Regions from separate parts of the Mus musculus genome. Here region 2 is linked to region 1. The links are chromatin contacts, called in public Hi-C maps. All regions are on one chromosome and are shown on one strand. Each heading gives the region's core, a stretch centred on a gene start, on an enhancer-like site or on the middle of the called end of the contact. The rest is flanking DNA. Distances are from core to core; before and after follow the strand shown. Region 1 holds the start of Map10 (microtubule-associated protein 10). Region 2 overlaps Pcnx2 (pecanex homolog 2).

Region 1 (3,318 bases), core at 283-2,782:
TTGATGGTCTTTGTTCCCTGAGCCATGTTTTTGACATGGATGCTGCTAGTTTTCCACACTTAACTAAAGACAGGAAGATCTAACATCTATTGCAGCTTGAACACTTGTTGCTATGCAACCTAACTGATGAGGTTACCAAGAGGACTAAGACCAACAAGAAGCTGGTAAGAACCCAGCATATTTTGGTGCCTGTGGAGGGTGGAGCATCACAGCTGATAGTTGGTCACCTGCTTCCCTCCTTCCCTTGATGGTGTAACTGAGGGAGCCAGGACTATATGACTGCATATGTGTTTTTCTACTCTATCCTTGTGACTGTGCTACCATCCTGACAGTGAGACAGTGACGTGTGTGTGTGTGTGTGTGTGTGTGTGTGTGTGTGTGTGTGTGTGAGAGAGAGAGAGAGAGAGAGAGAGAGAGAAGCACAAGGGTTGTGTCTGCCTCAGAATCACCCACAACATGAGACCAACACAACGTGTCTTTGTGAGCTCTGACTTAGATCAAATAAATAGGAAGGGAGACTCCTGATCTGCGTCTTATATGAGAGACCAGGGTTGGGAATCTTCGAGACACCCTGGAAGTTGTGGAGCTTCTGAACTTGGATCTGAGATGTAAAATCGTAAAATGGGCTGGTGCTAAATTCCTCTGTGCGTAGCTTGTGCACTACAGATCTCCAGTGGCAGACACTACTTTCACTCACCGCTCCTCCCAGACATATGTACCAATGCCATTTGCCTACTAACTGAACCAATCACTTCTTCCGCTCTCATGGCGGTGGTACTGGAGATTGTATGCAGTGAACAAGCACTCTTCCACTGAGCTGCACCTCCAGCCCTGACCCATCATTTTCAATACCTTAGGATAGTACATGATCCCTCTCCCCCGGCCCCTCATATTATATAGTAAAGACCCGAAGCTAGTGGGTTCCCATCCGTAGGGAATTCTGCATCAACTAACATAACAGAGTCTTTTTGAAGACACACCAGGGTGGTCAGATGTCAGGGTGGGAGGTGAGGGCTCTGGTGGGTGTTAGGGTGCACTGTCCCAATACACTGAGAGTTCCCCTACACCTGGGCGATGCAAGGTGGTCACGATGGAAGCTGAGGTCAAACCTCCTGAGGCTTCAAGAAGCCACAAGTCCGGTGAGGGCAGGATGGCCTACTAGTGGTCATTGTGTGAGAGGACAAAGAGAGGAAGGAGCCGGTGACAGAAGCTACAGCCTCTGACAGATGCACAGCAACCACAAAAAAGGTTGACTTGAGCAGTGGTCAGCAGGCTCTGAGGCCTAAATGGGCAGGGCGGCCCATTTACTTCCGGTACGTGATCCCTAAAGACGTAGGACCTGCGGTGATGAAATATAAAATAGAAATTATATTCATTTATATAAAATTTAGAGAGAGTGCTGCTTGAGCGCGTCTACTCCCTCAGCATCACGCAGCTGCTCCGACAAAACCCCATAGGCAAAAGAACTCCCAAGAGCACTCGGGGCCGGAAGTCAAGTCTCGCGAGGGCGCGGCCGGTCACGTGACCCTCGCTCCCGCTTCCGGTTGGCGGAGCGAGCTGGCGGCGTCGCCCGGGGCAACAGCAATGGCGACCACGGCGGCCGGGCGGCTCTTCTCGCTGGAGCTGCTCGTGGACTGGGTGCGGCTGGAGACCGGGCTGTCGCCGTGCGCCGCGAGCCCGGCTGTGGCGTTTCGCCTGCTGGACTTCCCGCCGCTGCTCGTCTTCCCGCCGGCCGCTCCTGGCCCGGAGCCCCAGCGCGGCGCCATCAGCTTCGGGCGCGGCAAGGCCTGCCTACTGCGCCTGCACCCTGCCGCCCTGCGGCGCCCGCGTCTGCGCGCAGCCCTGCTGCAACTGCCCGTGGGCCCGACTTCTGCGCCCGGCCTGGTGGGAGCTTGCGACATCCTGCTGGTCCCCTCCCTGGGCCAGCGAGGTGTATTCGCCCTGCGCGGGCCAGAGGCCGAGCGTGTTGGGGAGCTGGCGCTCTTCTATCGCCTGACCGAACTGGGACGCTTTTCCCCGGGGGTTCCGCAGCTGCGAGGCCCTCTGAGCCCTGCTTGTATCCTGGACTCCGAAGCCCTGGAGGTGTCAGAGCCAAGAACCGAGGAGACCTCGAAGCCATGCACCAAAGGCATCTCTGCCAGATGTCTACAGTGTGTCTCAAATGCACGCCTTCTGGAGGGCTCAGAGCCATGTGCCAAGGATACCAACAGCTGGTCTGCAGGGGACTCAGACGCCTCAGTTGTCCAGAAGTCCTGGGAAGAAGCGGTCTTACACAGTAAGGCTAGCTCTGGGGACATGGCTTCTGCCCCTTGTTCACCCGCTCCCAGTGGGAAAACTGTCAGTTCTGTCAGTCAGGATGTCACAGAACTGGACTTTGAAACCAACACATTTTGCCCTCCTCCACTGTATTACACTCACCTGACTCAGGAAAAGACTCCTTCAGCCAGGGTTGAAATCACTATTGAGCCTCAGAGAAATGAACCTGAGGATCTAGATGACATTTTTCCCGAAACAAAACTCGTAAGTCCTCCCTTAAGGCCAGTGAAACATACAAGAGCTGCAGTGCAGGAGAGCCCTCCTGTGCTTCCAAATCTTCCTCAGACTCAGGGTCCAGGAGAAGCGAACGAAGCTCCGTGTCCTCCTCAGATTGAACAAAGTCCAGTCAATGCTATAAGACAGCTGCCACTATTGAATGCTTTATTGATTGAGCTGTCCTTGCTGTGCAACCAGCCCGTGGCAAGCCCCACCCAGGTGCATCCCCATTTAGCCTGGTTGTACAGAGGTGAAGACAAGGGGCCAGACCCTTCCACCAAGTCCACATCCCCGTCGGAATCAAAGAGCAACAAGCTTTCTGTGCGAGAAAATGAAAAGTTGGTGAATCCCCAGTCTAAAAAGAACCCTAAAGGAAAACATCCAAAGATCGGTGGCAGCCCCCCACCAAAGGTTACAAAGGGGAGGCTGCTGTATGGCTTAACAAATACACTGAGACTGCGTTTACAGCAGACAAACCCCAACATGCTGGTTGTACATGAAAAGAGAGAACAGTACAGGAGGTCACAGATACAAGCTGTGGGGCCAAAGTTGCGAATCCCCTCCTGGAAAGGGAAGGTGTCAAGCTCAGCAGCAGAAAGCCAGATGTCACCACAGCTGCCCGCAGATACACCAACAGACTCTAATGGGAAACTACCAAGCTTGGCAGTTCAAAGCCAGTTGCCACCACAGCTGCCCGGGGATGAATCTTTAGACTCCATTGGGTCTTTTGAGGAAGGTAGTGATACTTCAATGCAAATCAGGGCAGGCTTTGATGAGTCAAGCACA
Region 2 (3,318 bases), core at 483-2,982, 200 kb after region 1:
GCCAAGAAACTAACTAGGCTACGTTTCAGGTGAGAGAGGTCAGGCTGACATACGGGCAGGAAAGGGGACCACACCACACATGGGGGAGCTAGAGGTATATGGATCTTCTACTGCTGACTGCTACAGAAGGTGCTAGAAACAGCTCTTCTAGATACACACCTGCTGATGCTTCCTGCCAAGATGTGGTACTCTAAGGAGGGACTACTTCTGGGCTCGGTTCCTGCACATTAGCAAGCATGCTTCTAATTGCAAAATACTATGTCATAAACAGGAATGGATCCAAACCAGTGCTGTACTGCTGACTGCCTCGGCTTAAAGCACATGGCTTGGCCACCTTGGTTCTATGCCCGAGAGAGAGAGAGACAGGCGTTTCCTTCCTAGGGGTGTAGGAACTAGAACGGACTGAACAGAACGTCCTGATGGAGCCTCTACGTCAGGCACAAGTAAGTAAGAGGTTCTGGTCTCGCTGTTGCGTCTTGATGAGGAACTTGGCCTGAGTCTCCCTGTTAGGTAGCAAGATGGCTGCCAGCCTTCCCATAGATAATGCCTTGGCTCCGACTGCAATGGTGAAGAAGGTCCAGCATTCATTCATCATTATCTAACAAAGACTCAAACAACAGATCAGCTTCCCTCTCAAGGAACTATTTTCACTAGATGTGGCTGGGCCCTTATCACAAGCACACACTGTCACCTCTGCTGGCTCCTGGGCAGCCTGGAGGGACAAGCCTGTGATTAGCAAGACTGTACCTCAAATGGAGCTGCTCCTCCAGGGCCTATCCTCTTCCTCTAGGCTGTGGCGGCTACAGCATTAAAGGATCATGAGACCAGTGCTCTCTGCTGCATTAATAAACATTTATTCCAGGACTGTTTATTAGGGATGTCAAGGGACGTTCCCACCTCCTCTGAAACATCTGAGGGATGGAGAGAGCCCACTCTCTGGAATGACCTTCTCAGTGACACCACCAGGTCTCCATCAGCCTGAGGCTGGGTTGGTCTCAGGTCAACTAGTTCTCCTCAGGGTCAAAGCAGAGGCTGGAGCACTCAGAGAAACATGAGGGGGGAGGTTGGTGGTGTAGGGGTGACAAGAACGAACCAGCCCCGGAAGGGAACAAAGAGGCTGAAGCTGAGCTGGGCCCTGGTGGCTCCAACCTGGAATTCCAGCATTTGGGTGACTAAGGCAGGGGGATAGCTGGAAGTCTGAGGCTAATCTGGGTTACACAGTATGAGGCTCTGTTCCAAATTGGCATCTCTGCTGGGCTGGGTGGGACAGGGCTGGGTCTGGGGTAAACGGAAAGTGGTTAGAGTCCCTGTGTTCCTAACGTTGTCCTACCCATCTGGGGAAGCTGCAAGAACAATCCAAGGCCAGTGCTGCTTTCTCCCAGTGACAGAGAAAGTATCGCCGGAAATTCCTTATCCTCACCAGATTGTAAAACAAGTGTTTTCTGCCCCCCTGGAGACCTTATCTTTTCTGCCTGTCCTTCCCAAGGCTCCCGACTCAACTGTGGGATGGGTGGGAAGGGGGTGGGGAGGGATGCCTTAGGACAGAAGTTAGTGTAACAGGCTCACTGGCTGTAGAGGACACTAAAGGACATCAGCCTGATGGGGGATGGGAGGGAGGTTTCTAACAGGGAGAGGGCTTTGATGTGGGATCAACTCCCCTTTCATAAGACAGCACAAATAAAGGGAAGCCTCTGAGAGGCTGCAGAGGGAAATCAAGTGGATGGAGAGTGCCCTCATGTGGCAGCCGGGGGTGTGTGCAGCCACAAAGCCTCAGCTTCCGCTTGGAATTTTATTCCTGGAACTCTGGGGCCTGGAGAGAAATAGCACCTCTTAACCACGTGTCTGAGTGAGACCCCGGGATGAGGACCAGTCCAGGACGAGGAGAGATCAACAAAGACTGAGAAACCACACCTCAGAGAGGGTGTGGGAGAAACCACAGGAAGGCCTGCTCCGGGACCATCCCCCCACCCCCACCCCCCTCTGTGTGATCAAAGCCGGCAAGAATTTCCAAGTCTCTAACCCTGATGCAGCAAACACTTATCTTCAAACCAACAGTGACACCGCTCTTTGCTTGAGGATAAATATCCTCAAAGAGAGCTGTCAAAAGGGCAGCTGGTGGGGTTCACTGAGGAGCCCCACATCTCCCTGTTCTGAGCACCCATCAGTCTCACCACAGCTGTCCCCACCCCTGTCTTTCCAAACTCAAGGTCTTCACTTCCTTGGAATAAAGCAAAAAAAACAAAACAAAAAAAAAAAAAACAAAAAACAAAAAACAAAAAAAAAACAAAAAACAAAAACAAAAAAACAAAAACAAAAACAAAAACAAAAAAACGGGTGATTATTTCTGGAATGTCTCTGTCTGCTTCCCATCTTCGGAAGCCAGGTGCAGCTACGGTCTGAGGAGACGGCTCAGTCGATACAGCGCTTGCCACACACACACAAGACCCTGAGTGTGAGGCCCAGAACCCACATACAAAAGTCAGGAGTGGTGTGTCAGCACTCAGGAGGCAGAGGGAGGTGGATCGGTGGCACACACTGGCCGGGAAGCCCAGCCTACTTGGTGAGGCTCAGGTCTCAAAAAAGGAAATACAAGGTGGATGGCCCATGAGAGGTGATGTGGGAGCAGTGTTAACTTCAAGGTTTGGGTCTGTCAAAGGAGAACATTTGTAGACAAATTTTCATGGGACGAAGAGCAGAAGCTCTCACTCTAGCTTAGTGGTGCATGGCAGTCAGCCCAGAAACTGGAAACAGAGGCAGGGAGAATCAAAGTTCAAGACCATCCTGGGCTGCATGTCTCAAAAACCAAACAAAACCAAGCAAAAACCAAGCAAAGGCTCAGCCGATGAAGTGCCTGCCCTGCAAGTTTGGGGACCCGGGTTCTGATCCCAGAACCCACACAGTGAAGTTTGTTGAGGTGAGCTTGTAATCCCAACACTCAGGAGACAGAGACAGGCGTGTGTTCCTGGGGCTCATCACCAGCCTGGCCTGCTAGGAGAACTCCAGGCCAATGAGAAACTCTGTCTCAAGTGAGATTTAAAGTTCCCTTCTGGCCTATATATGCACTGCACATGCACATGTGTGCATGTGTACACACACACACACACACACCACACACATGCACGCGCACACGTGTGCACACACATACACTCATGCATGGGGTGGAGAGTGAAATTTTAGTTACAAAGCCTATAAAGGAGTAGTGGATGTCTGACGTGCAGTGAGAATCATTTCAACCCTGAAGATTTGTTAGCCTTTCAGGCAACTTCTTCCATTTCCTGGGCTGATGACCTGCGTCCAGATCAGTTTTCAGGCAGATCA

What was found. Hi-C and Micro-C count contacts between places; a contact is called where the count stands out from the background.
Region 2: a contact with region 1 is called in a Hi-C map of nephron progenitors, with 2.7 times the contacts expected there. The contact joins the enhancer-like site here to the promoter of Map10 in region 1. A contact is called at or near these places in 15 of 39 promoter capture datasets (the 3T3-L1 cell line, 3T3-L1-derived adipocytes, the HPC-7 cell line and 10 more), 5 of 484 Hi-C or Micro-C datasets (embryonic stem cells, erythroblasts, nephron progenitors and 2 more), 6 of 115 datasets of contacts at active chromatin or transcription factors (bone marrow-derived macrophages, cardiomyocytes, embryonic midbrain and 3 more) and 2 of 9 other capture datasets (embryonic stem cells and macrophages).

What each region holds. Positions count from the first base shown.
Region 1 is chr8:125,668,286-125,671,603 of GRCm38.p6, forward strand. It overlaps Map10 (microtubule-associated protein 10), which reads left to right and starts at 1,533. Exons shown (of 1, transcript NM_028908.3): 1 at 1,533-3,318. The coding sequence starts at 1,585.
Region 2 is chr8:125,869,274-125,872,591 of GRCm38.p6, forward strand. All of the region lies in intron 8 of Pcnx2 (pecanex homolog 2), which reads right to left. Among named protein-coding and RNA genes, the nearest start is that of Gm46061, 19 kb to the left of the region's middle. Within about 2 kb of position 1,733, at least 67 of the 459 cell types and tissues checked have an H3K27ac peak or open chromatin away from gene starts, as enhancers often do. A contact at or near this core is called in bone marrow-derived macrophages, extraembryonic endoderm stem cells, nephron progenitors and 1 more, where this site is marked.